3 separate regions of the Mus musculus genome follow, and regions 1 and 2 are each linked to region 3. The links are chromatin contacts, called in public HiChIP or PLAC-seq and Micro-C maps. All regions are on one chromosome and are shown on one strand. The core of a region is the stretch at or near the end of the contact, and the rest is flanking DNA. Distances in the headings are between cores, read along the strand shown. Region 1 overlaps Gm31829 (a long non-coding RNA gene). Region 2 holds the start of Gskip (GSK3B interacting protein). Region 3 holds the start of Tunar (Tcl1 upstream neural differentiation associated RNA).

Region 1 (3,451 bases), core at 58-2,557, 260 kb after region 3:
AGCCACACCAGTGAGCTGTAGAAGAGTGGGTACCCAGATCAATAGGGAACCCTGTTACATGTTTCCATCAAATAGGACATGAAACAGGGTTGAACTCGGTGCTCGTTGCTTTGAATAGGGTGACTGAAGCCAAAGGCGATGTGACTGGCTAGGGCAGGTGAGTGAGCGCATGTCTGGCCTCCTATGTGGTACTTCTGCCTCAGTTTTTTCGGACTGCGCCATCCAAGGCAGAGGCAGGCGACACCACTTGCTCTGCTCCACAGGAGGGCTCTGGCTAACCAGATCAGGGTGAAACTCCTGGAAATGGCCGCCACCTTTCCTCAAAGGATAAGGCACCAAGTTCTAAGCTGAACGATTCTTCCCAGCAAACTTTTTTTTCAAAGACAAAAGGGCATCAAGGTAGGTAGCAGGGACTTGGGAATCTTACCTGTTTGCGGAGTAGACACTTAAGCTCTTGAAGTCTCTGACAAAAGCCACTGATCTAAACCAGGTATGGTAGCTCACACCTTTAATCCCAGCATTCTGCCGGGCAGAGGCAAGGATGGATCTTCTTGAGTTCCAGGCCAGCCTGGCCTAAGACCAGTTGCCAGTGAGACTTTGTATCAACAAAACAAAACAAACAAACAAAACCAACCAATCTTCCACCTGGGAAGTATTTAAATACACAATAGACAGGAAATGCCTGGCTCTGCAGAGCCTCATTGTATTCAGAGGTCTTTGTTATTTTGTTTTGTTGGCAGAGACTGGGTTTTAATCTGCATGTGCTATCTATCTATCTATCTATCTATCTATCTATCTATCTATCTATCTATTATCTATGTATCTATGTATGTATGTATGTATGTATGTATGTATGTATGTATCTATCTATCTATCTATCTATCTATCTATCTATCTATCTATGTGTATACACACACACACACACACACACACACACACACATCCTCTTTGGCCCAGAACTAAAGCAAGTCTGCTTCCTTTCAGGACATCTCAGATCAGCCTTATTTGAGTGAAGACAAAACAGAAATGCCGGTTCCTGCCTATTTTAAAGGCCTCCCTAGAGCACAGCATGCCTTTCCATGTCATGTCATTGAAAGCAAGTCTTCACTCTCAGACTGAGTCTCAGCCGGCGTCTCTCCCTGCTCTGTCCTGCACCACTTTTGACCACTCTGGGTCTTCCTCTGTCCCAGGCCTCAGAAGGTGCCTCTCTCTGCCAACAGCTCACTCCTTTCACAGTAAGTGAAAGATCCTGTAGCCCAGCCCTGTATGTGCAGATCTTGCCCCATCTTCCAGACTATCTTCCTAGATTCCTAGAACACTTGTCCTTTTTGTTTTGCAAGTTGAGAGGACTCCACCTTCAAGTGAGCCCTGGGTTGGAATTCACCAGCTACGTGGCCTTAGGCAAATGGCTTGACCTCTCTGGGCAGACATTCTGCTATATACAGATAAACAACTTTAATTTGTAGAGCCATTGGGAATATTCAGTGACGAGCCTCGCACACAGGGCTCTTGGCTTTTTCCTCCCACTGGGCAGGCATCTCTGCCTGCTCCATCTTACATCGACTTCTCAGGGCTTCTCTGGCAAGTCCTTAGCTTGTCCTTCACACTGAAAACAATTGATTTGTCAGCTATTTGCCAGGGACTTTCCAAGGGCCTTCGGGAACAGGAGCGATAGGCTGGGACTAAAGCAGCTACAGATTCCTGTGCTGGTGTGTGTGTGTGTGTGTGTGTGTGTGTGTGTGTGTGTGTGTGTGTGAAGCTGGAAAACACAACATAAATAAAAAATATAAAAAGCTACTGTTTTATATGCTAGGATGAGGATAAATGCTGTCAAGAAAAAGAAGAAAACAGGGATAAAAAAATGGAGGAGACAGCTACAACAGCAGCAGGCTCAGTGGAGAACCGTCAAGAGCAACCAAAAAAAGAGCCGATTGTATCTCTTTGTTGGATGAATAAGTGAGGGAACAAAGGAAGTGAGAACCAGGTCTTATTTATTTCTTAGGGAAAATGTCTCGACAGCAAGACCCTGACATTTAATGAGATTTCTACCAAACCCAGATGATATCTAATTAATGGGAGGGAGGGGGAATTTGCAAAGTTTTGGTCCTGGAAGCCTATGGCTTCTTATAAAGAATGACATTCGGGATGTGGGAAGAAGTGGGGCGTGGGGGGGGGGGCTTCAGTCTGCAGGGGAAGTTTTAATTGACTTCCTGTGTAACTGATATTTATAAATTGCATCTGACAAGAGAAATCTGTTTGCTTAGCCATTAATTTCTCCAGCTAATTCCGCTATGAGTTTGCAAGACTTCCAGCACAGGCGGTGTGGCTGGTGCTTAGACCTCAGACAGACAAGGGGCTGGAGGCAAGAAGGAGGGGCTGGCATGGTGCGTGGGGGCGGGGGTTGGCTGAGGAGAATGCTTTTATCTACAAGGCTCCAGAAGATGGGCTGAATTTTAGCCATCTGGTGTCTGTGCCCTCCGGTGCTCCCTCACCATAGAGAAGAACACTGTAGAGAGACCGGGAGGTAGCTTTTCCTATGGCCAATAAGTCTAGCATCCCCAGGAGGTCACAGAGGTCCAGTCTCAGCCTCATTTCCTAGATGAGGCTGCTGAGGCTCAGAGAAAGCAAGTGATCCCCCAAATATTGTCACAAGCTAAGGGTCTCCTTAATTCAGGGTCCCCAACAGACCTGTGAGATGTCTCAAGACCTTGGGAATCTACAAGGCCATTAAACACCTCCCCGCTCCCCACATCCAAAGAACAGCCTGGAGTTAACCACAAGGATGGGGGAAATATCTTATCTCAGATGGGCCGTCTTTGTGGGGCAGCCTTAGATGGTGTTTGGGTATTTCAATCTGTGGTTTAATGTTCATGACACCGGAATACAACCCACTGACCACCTAGACACACTCTAGTCAGAACCAACCCATGGAGCATCCCTAGCACCCACCTAACCTTACTTAAAACTCCCCAAGTCACCTATAAAAAGACTTGTCTAAGGTCGCCATTCTAATGGTTGACCTGCACACGCTGGTAACTTCTGCAGAATAAACGCTCTTTGCCTTTGCATACGATTTGAATCTGGGGTCTTCCTTCAGCAATTATTGAACCCGAACGCCAGTATAAAAACCAGGCTCATAGCGAATGTTAATAGATGAGCGAATGAACAAGAAGTCTCACCCCAACATCACGGTCTCTCCGTTTCAAAGGCTGGTTAGAGACGTCCCCATTCAGCTACCGCCCAGCAGGCTCAGCCTCAGATCCACTTTACTAGATGCCCAGGCCAGTTCATTCAGCCCAAGTTGGTGGACTCTAGCCCAAGGGGACATGGTGGAGAGGAGGTCTCTCTAGTGTAGTGTGCATCCTAAGCAGGGGACCAGCCCTTGTGCACAGGACATTAATACTGCCTCGTTCAGCAATAGAGGGTGCCATGAAGTGCAGTGACTGGGTCC
Region 2 (3,357 bases), core at 668-3,167, 350 kb before region 3:
ACTTGGGAGTTTGAATCCCACTTCCGCTAAAGGTGTGATGACAGTTCTCAACTCTTAACTATGCTAAATTTCTCCTAGAAAGTATAAGTGTTCAAGGCAACACCCTTAACACTTTTGGTGCAGTACGCTTGCTTTGTGGGAGTCTCACTTTCTTCCTTCGGTATCTGGAGATGCAGGCATCCTCTGGACAGCTTGTGCTATTTTATACTGTGTTCAGGAAACCATATCAAGCAGTCACCAAACAGAGCCTAAAGTCCAGTTCAAACCTCCTAAAGCCTGATACACAAGGTCCTGCTGGGACTTCCCACCCAGCTCTGTTTATAGTACAGAGAGTACTGTCATTATTTACTTGTAAGGTTCAGAGTCTCTTTGAGCCAGGGTCTCCCCATGTAGACCAGGCTGGCCTTCAACTTAAGGAGAGAGCCATCTGCATCTGTTTCTCTAGTGCTGGGATAAAACTGTGTACCTGATGCCGGGTAAGCATGTCTTATTAGTGTCAAAATATGCCTAGACCCAACCGGTTCTAGTCTTCAGGGCTTTCCTCCAGGCCAAACCACAGAATTTGGATTACTGCTCTGTCCTTCAGCACTGCCCTGGCTGTTTTCACCTTTGGTCTTCTAAGCCCAACATTCCACTATTAGCAACACTGTAGTTAGCAGTCTTAGGCCAGATTATGTAGCATTTCTTTTTATTTCACCCAGAGCAAAAGTTCCATCATTCCTTGCGATGGCTACACTCCTTCCTGTCTTCCCTCCTCAAATTCCTGGTACTTACCAAGCATTACGCATGTGGTAAGCCTTGCAGGTGGTGTTCTTATCTGAAAAATAACTCAGACGTTCATGTATCTTTCTACCTCCAAGTCTCCAACTAAAATATCATCTTTTAAAAATAAGAGGCCCTTTCTTACAAAGCACATAAAGACTCCGAATGGTGTGTGGTGGTGCAAGCCTGACATTTCAGCATTTGGGAGACCCTAATTTCTAGGGCAGTCTGGGCCACATAAGTTCAAAGTCAACCTCAACTACCTACCCAGTGAGAGACTGTCTCAAAACCCAATCCAACTAAACCAAAAGAACCCATTTTGAGGATGCCCCATTCACGGGCCAGAATTCCTTAATTCGGTCTCCTCAATCCAGGACTCGGTTTAGGTTCCTTCCCGGCACACGTCATTTCATTTGCCTCAATTTTCGAGTTTATGATATTAATCTGCTCACACCTGGCTGAGGTGGCAATGTAGGCTCAGAGAGGGTAGCATAGGTTCAAGGTGGCCCAGTGTCAAGTGTCAGGAATCTAACCCAGGACAGCAGACTTCCGGGCCTTTAGGGGCTGCCCTCCTAAGGAGCCAGCTGCGCCTCTTCACAGACTGTCTCCCTAAAAGATAAAAATCGGGCTGCGCAGAGCCTGCGGAGAGCACAAAGTCTTCCAGGAGGCAGCAGCCCCTCAGCGGGTCGGGAAGCGCCAGGATTTAACAGAGGAAACCGTACTGCCCGCAATCGCCCCGATCCCAAGTTTCCTGGTCGTCGGCGTGGCGCTCTGCAAACGGCAAACTACTAGATGCTTTGCAAACAAAGCCGGCAAGGGGGTGGGGGGGGGGGCAACCTGATGACAATAGGCATCGGTCAGAACCCGGACAGAAACGCCGGGTCTCCAGTCCTCGCCCTGCATCCCCGCATCACTTCCCGCAGGACAGCCCAGGCCGGACCCGCCCCCAGACCTCCGTCAGCCCTAGTCCGGGCGTCCGCCGGCGCCCACCACCCGGCCGCGACTGCAAGGTGAGGCTCCACGGGCCGCAGCCAGCCCGCCCACTCACCTGCGAGCGCCCATGTTCTTATCCTTCCTCGTCCGGAGACTGCTGGGGCCAGGATCGCGGCGCCGGCACCACCCCCGCCCCCGCAGTTGCCCCGCCCATTCACCACCGGAAATGCTCCGGCCCGGACTCTTTTTTTCCTGCCTTTCCAGCCCCGCAATATGGCGTCACTTCCGCTTGTGCCCGTTGCTCGAGTACGTGCCGGGAGTCTGGGTCTCGCGAACGCGCCAGGAGCGTGTCTCAGGCGGGAGCGCGCCCAGTAGATGACAACAAATTAGTCGCGCCGCGTCGGAGTCTTGTCTCGCCTCAGCCGCCAGCCCTCTCTGTCTGTCCCTCTGTCTCCCTACCGACGGAGCGCTTCGGAAGCTCCCGGCTTGGGGCGCCCGGTTCTGCTCAGCGCCCAGTCCCCGCCGGGCCTAGTGCGAGCGTCGCGACGCGGGCCATGGGGTTGCCCTGAGGGACGGCGGCGCCGAACCGACATGCAGCGGCCACCGCGAACCTAGATCCCCACCGCGGCTTGGGGACGCCGCCGGGCCGACCCTGAGGCGCTGCCGCTGCCTGGAGCCCAGGTCGGATCCCCCGAGTCGCCGCCGCGTGCAGCCCCGGCTCCCTCGAGCCGCCAGCCCTCACCATGCCTTGGCCATTTTCAGAATCCATCAAGAAGAGGGCCTGTCGCTACCTCCTACAGAGGTACCTGGGCCACTTCCTGCAGGAGAAGCTGAGCCTGGAGCAGCTGAGCCTGGATCTGTACCAGGGCACCGGGTCCCTTGCCCAGGTCCCCTTGGACAAATGGGTAAGCTGCTGTCAGCCAGCAGGGGTAGGAACTGGCTCTCCCCAGGGCGAGACCTGAGCGACTGTCATCCAGCATCGGGCACGTTCGGTTCTCCTTTGGGAATTGTTTAGATTCAAGTGTGGCCCGGCTCAGGGAAGTGTGTAAAGTGTAGCAAGTTTGCGCTCCTAGATCACGTGCTCCGGCTTAAACGGTGTAATGGAGGCACACACGGGGCGAAACAATCGAGTCATTGGTTGGGGGGGGGGGGGGGCGCTTGTGAGGCAGGCCCAGGAAAGTACGTGGCCACCCTTGCCTCTTGGGCTGCGAGTGTCTGCGGTGTTCCTAGGCAAACAAACCCTATTTCTGTGGATGACGTTAAGAAAAATTAAAGATGAAGAGGAGGTGACAGAAATCCCCAGTTATTTATTTTGGTCTGGATGCTGGTATATTTGCGTTTGCTGGGTTGGTTGTCTTCATTCACTGAAAGAAAGTTAGGCGAAGGCCCCTCTTGCCAGTTTGCCTGCTCTGCTTGCGTGAGGTTGTGAATGGCCCCAGTAGTGCTGTTTAGATTTGCCCTTTTGCTTCACGTGATAGATCGACAGGTCGTAAACGCAAATGTTGCAAAAGCTCGGGAGCCGAAGCCGCAGCGTCAGCCTTTTTTTAAAGAACCTGTTTCCTCCTAGAGGCTGTGAGTTGACTTCACCTGAACTTTGAGTATATTCAGTTCGCCAGAAGCAGTTGTATTTGCATCAGTGGGCTAAAATGCCTACTATTTTAC
Region 3 (3,292 bases), core at 716-3,215:
TATCTGTATTAAAGCTATCCCCTCTCCCTCTAGGTTAAGAAGTGTGAAGTTTTGCTGACACACAGACAGATGGCATCTGTGAGTCAGGACCCAGGTGGCGCTTGCCTTATGGCCATTTGGAATCAGCCCCCAGCCCCTGTGAAGAGGCTATTTCTAATACCTGCACAAGCAGCCTGGGTGGTGCTGATGGGTTTTACCCCCGGGAAAAGGCTGAGTGAGGGTGAACTTGCTTGGGACACACAACACAGAAGGAAGACACATGGGAGTAACTAAAACTGTTCCGCATCCTCCAAGGACCCTGGAAAACAGAGCCCAGAAAGAAACCACAAGAAAAATGTAGTAACGACGCCTCCATTCCCTCAATCTGAACTAAGATGAGGCTTCTAATGATGATTGCCATCGCTAAAAGGAGAAGTGAACGATATATACATTCTACTAGTAATTTATTCCGTCTCGGCCGTCATTGGAAGTAGTTTCACACACATGCAGCGGCTCTTGAGACGGAAGCAGCTAGTGAAGGAAATAAAGCAGGCGTGTTTGTGACCAAAGGATCAGTTTGATGAGGTGGTGAGCACCTTGGTTCCCACCTTGTGACCTTGATTAGCACATTTAGTATCTCTGGGCCTCAGTTTCCTCGTCTGATACACGGAGAGGGGGGACCCTACTTCCTTGGAGCAGTTTGGAGATCCACCACCCAGCAATGACTGAACACTCACCAAACATCCAGTTCCCCCTGGTGACTAAGTCCGAATCCAGGTTGCACACATAGATGCTTATCTAGACCAAACAGGTCTCTTGCCTGCCTGCGTGTTAAGCCCGCTGCTGTTTCCCAGAGAGCCCAGGAAAACACCGGGTCTTGAAGGCACCTAGGCTGTTCAGAAGCCAGGTAGGGTTTGGGGACAGATTCCAGGCACTGGGTAGTAATTGGAGAGGGGGCTCGGAGGCAGCCTCGGAATCCTGTGAAGGGGCTTTGTTCCCGAGGCGAAAGGTCTGGCTTACCGAGAAGAGCATCCGGAGGCAGGTGGGGGGCGCGCAGGGCACGCAGCAGAGCCACAGCCCGGCCCGGGTCCGGGGAGCGGGAGCCAGAGGAAGGCGAGGAGAAGGAGGAGAGAGAGGTTGCCGTGGGTTCCTGCCTCATTCTCCCAAACAGCGCAGACCCACTGGCCGCCTCCGGCTGAGGCTGGCCGCCGGACACCGGAACCCAATCATGCTGTTCATGTCCCTGTCAGCGACTGGCGAGGTGTGCGCGAGGCTGGGTTGTCTGCAGGCGACACCCAGGGGCTCCTCATGCCCCACGCCTGGGCTCGGCGGGAAGATCTCGGAGGGTGGCTGCGCCCGGAAAAGGAGAGAAAGAAAGCGTGAGAGAGCACACTGAGCTGCGCCCCGCGGGGCTGGGGGCGGGCAGCACCGCGCGCCCCACCCACCGCGCTCTGCGCCCCGCGCCGCGCACCCGCCGGGCAGCCGAGCCCCAGAAACTTTAGCACATGGCCGGTCCGCCGGCCGCTGTGGCCCGAGCCGCCCCGCTAGTGGCGTAGTCCCCGCCTCAGCTCCAGATCGCAGCTTACCAGCAGCCACCGCAACCGCAGCGGAGGGTCGCCTACCTGGCGGTGCGGAGAGTGGTGCGGACCAGCGTGGGAGGAGAAGGGGGCGGCGACGTCGGGGTCCCCGCAGGGGAGGGGCAACTCCGCGGTGGCAATAGCCACCCTTAAGGCATCCAGGGAGGGGACTGAGAACCAGCTGAAGGGTCTGCAGGCTCCGATAGGGGAGTGTCAGTGCGTTCCCCGCCCCTCGGCGCAGATGCTGACGACGCGCGCGGGCTTCCCTGGCCCGGGTCTGCGGAGCTAGCCCTGTTACCTAGCGACTCGCTCCGGGAAGCCCACGCTGACGCGCTAGGAGCTGGGCTGCGGCAGAGGGGAAGGGCGGGGAGGGAAGGGGAGAGAAGAGGAGGGATAAGGAGGGGAATGAAAGAGGAGAGGAGGGGAGCTCTAGAGGGAGAGGGGGCAGGGGAAGCTGGCGTTGCCGGCAAAAGCTCCTCCCTCTACCTCCACGTCGCTGCTGGGGAGTGGGCCGGGGAAGACGTGGCCTCTGCCTGGTCCCGAGGATTTGGAACCGGCTCCTGGGTGAGGGTGGATGGAGGGAAAAGGGTGATGCAGGTTCCCCTGTGCTGGGGTTACAGCAGCAGGTGGCGGCTATGTGGCTCATGGAGGCCTGCCGCTCACAGGAATGCAGAGATGAGCCAGTGAATGTGGCCTTGGGCGTGTGGGTGTGTGTGAGACGCCCCCACCCACAAGGAGTATTTGGAGACCCAGGAACCTGGGTGAGAGAGGCGCCACCCCTTTCCTGGCCTGCCTCTCTTCTTCCTGGACATTTTGTTCTTGCGCTGTGCTCATCATGGAAGCTCTGGACTATCTCACCGAGCTCCTCCTACCTCTCGGGGAACCAGAGGATGGCTGCTAGGTAGTGACAGCTTTGTTCCTCACCCCTTGATGCCCGACCAGTGACCAGGTGTCTAGTTTCAGGAGGTCAAAGACCTGCCTCCATGTGCCTTCCTCCTTAAGGATTTGCGGCCTCTCAGGCCAGACTGGGCCTCAGGCCCAGGCATGCCCAAATCTTTACAGCTTATAGGACGTTTCAAAGTAACTTAACATCCTAACCAAAATAGTCATCCCCGAAGGTCATAGCTAAGAACTGACCCCTGGGGTACCTAAATCTGAACACGCGTTTTCTGTAAAGTGTACTGTAACTAGGTTTTCTGTAAGGTGTCTCTTGGTTCTCCAGAACCTTTCCAAAATGCACCCCTAAGGCCCACAAAAGAGTCCTCGTCAAAGCAGACAGGGACCACAGCCTCCAAAGACGGTGAGGCAAACTTTCAAATGCAGTGGGTACCTCTAGGTAGAACCCAGACCCTTGGATTCAGCTGGATACAAGGACTCTGCCATGTCTAAAGGACCCTCAAACCTGCCAAGATCCTGCCCCTTCCTTAATGCCCCAGAACAGGAACAGCTGCCACCTCCCTGAGGACCGACCCAGCCTCATCCTTCACTCCCTCCAAGGCTGCTGTTGTCCTGGCTGGGGTGACTATGAGGAGGTGGAGGCAGAAGACCGACCTTCCAGAGAATCACACCTGCCCAGGACCCACATCCCAATTCTTAAGCCAGTATCTCTGCAGCGAGGAGCCCCTCCCTCCAGGAGGACTTTGAGAATGGGGGTGGGGGAGGGGTCGCTGAGGTTTTTGTTGTCAGAGTTGGCCCCAAAACAGGGCTTTTTCTCTGTTCATTTATTCTTCTATATT

What was found. A called contact is a pair of places that touch in the nucleus more often than the background predicts. HiChIP or PLAC-seq counts read pairs in DNA pulled down with a chosen protein or histone mark.
Region 1: a contact with region 3 is called in an H3K27ac HiChIP or PLAC-seq map of embryonic stem cells, with 6 read pairs. The contact joins the enhancer-like site here to the promoter of Tunar in region 3. A contact is called at or near these places in 3 of 484 Hi-C or Micro-C datasets (cerebral cortex, embryonic stem cells and nephron progenitors), 8 of 115 datasets of contacts at active chromatin or transcription factors (embryonic forebrain, embryonic hindbrain, embryonic midbrain and 4 more) and 1 of 9 other capture datasets (pancreatic islet).
Region 2: a Micro-C map of embryonic stem cells shows a contact between it and region 3, with 4 times the contacts expected there. The contact joins the promoter of Gskip here to the promoter of Tunar in region 3. A contact is called at or near these places in 1 of 484 Hi-C or Micro-C datasets (embryonic stem cells), 1 of 115 datasets of contacts at active chromatin or transcription factors (embryonic stem cells) and 1 of 9 other capture datasets (pancreatic islet).

Annotation. Positions count from the first base shown.
Region 1 is chr12:105,074,602-105,078,052 of GRCm38.p6, reverse strand. The region is part of intron 2 of Gm31829 (a long non-coding RNA gene); the gene reads left to right. Among named protein-coding and RNA genes, the nearest start is that of Gm31829, 27 kb to the left of the region's middle. Within about 2 kb of position 1,307, at least 18 of the 459 cell types and tissues checked have an H3K27ac peak or open chromatin away from gene starts, as enhancers often do. A contact at or near this core is called in embryonic stem cells, where this site is marked.
Region 2 is chr12:105,683,912-105,687,268 of GRCm38.p6, reverse strand. It overlaps Gskip (GSK3B interacting protein), which reads right to left and starts at 1,917. Exons shown (of 3, transcript NM_178613.3): 1 at 1,811-1,917. The coding sequence starts at 1,824. Atg2b (autophagy related 2B) reads left to right here and starts at 2,028. Exons shown (of 42, transcript NM_029654.4): 1 at 2,028-2,600. The coding sequence starts at 2,439.
Region 3 is chr12:105,335,267-105,338,558 of GRCm38.p6, reverse strand. Tunar (Tcl1 upstream neural differentiation associated RNA) reads right to left here and starts at 1,965. Exons shown (of 3, transcript NR_045047.1): 1 at 1,602-1,965; 2 at 1,000-1,329.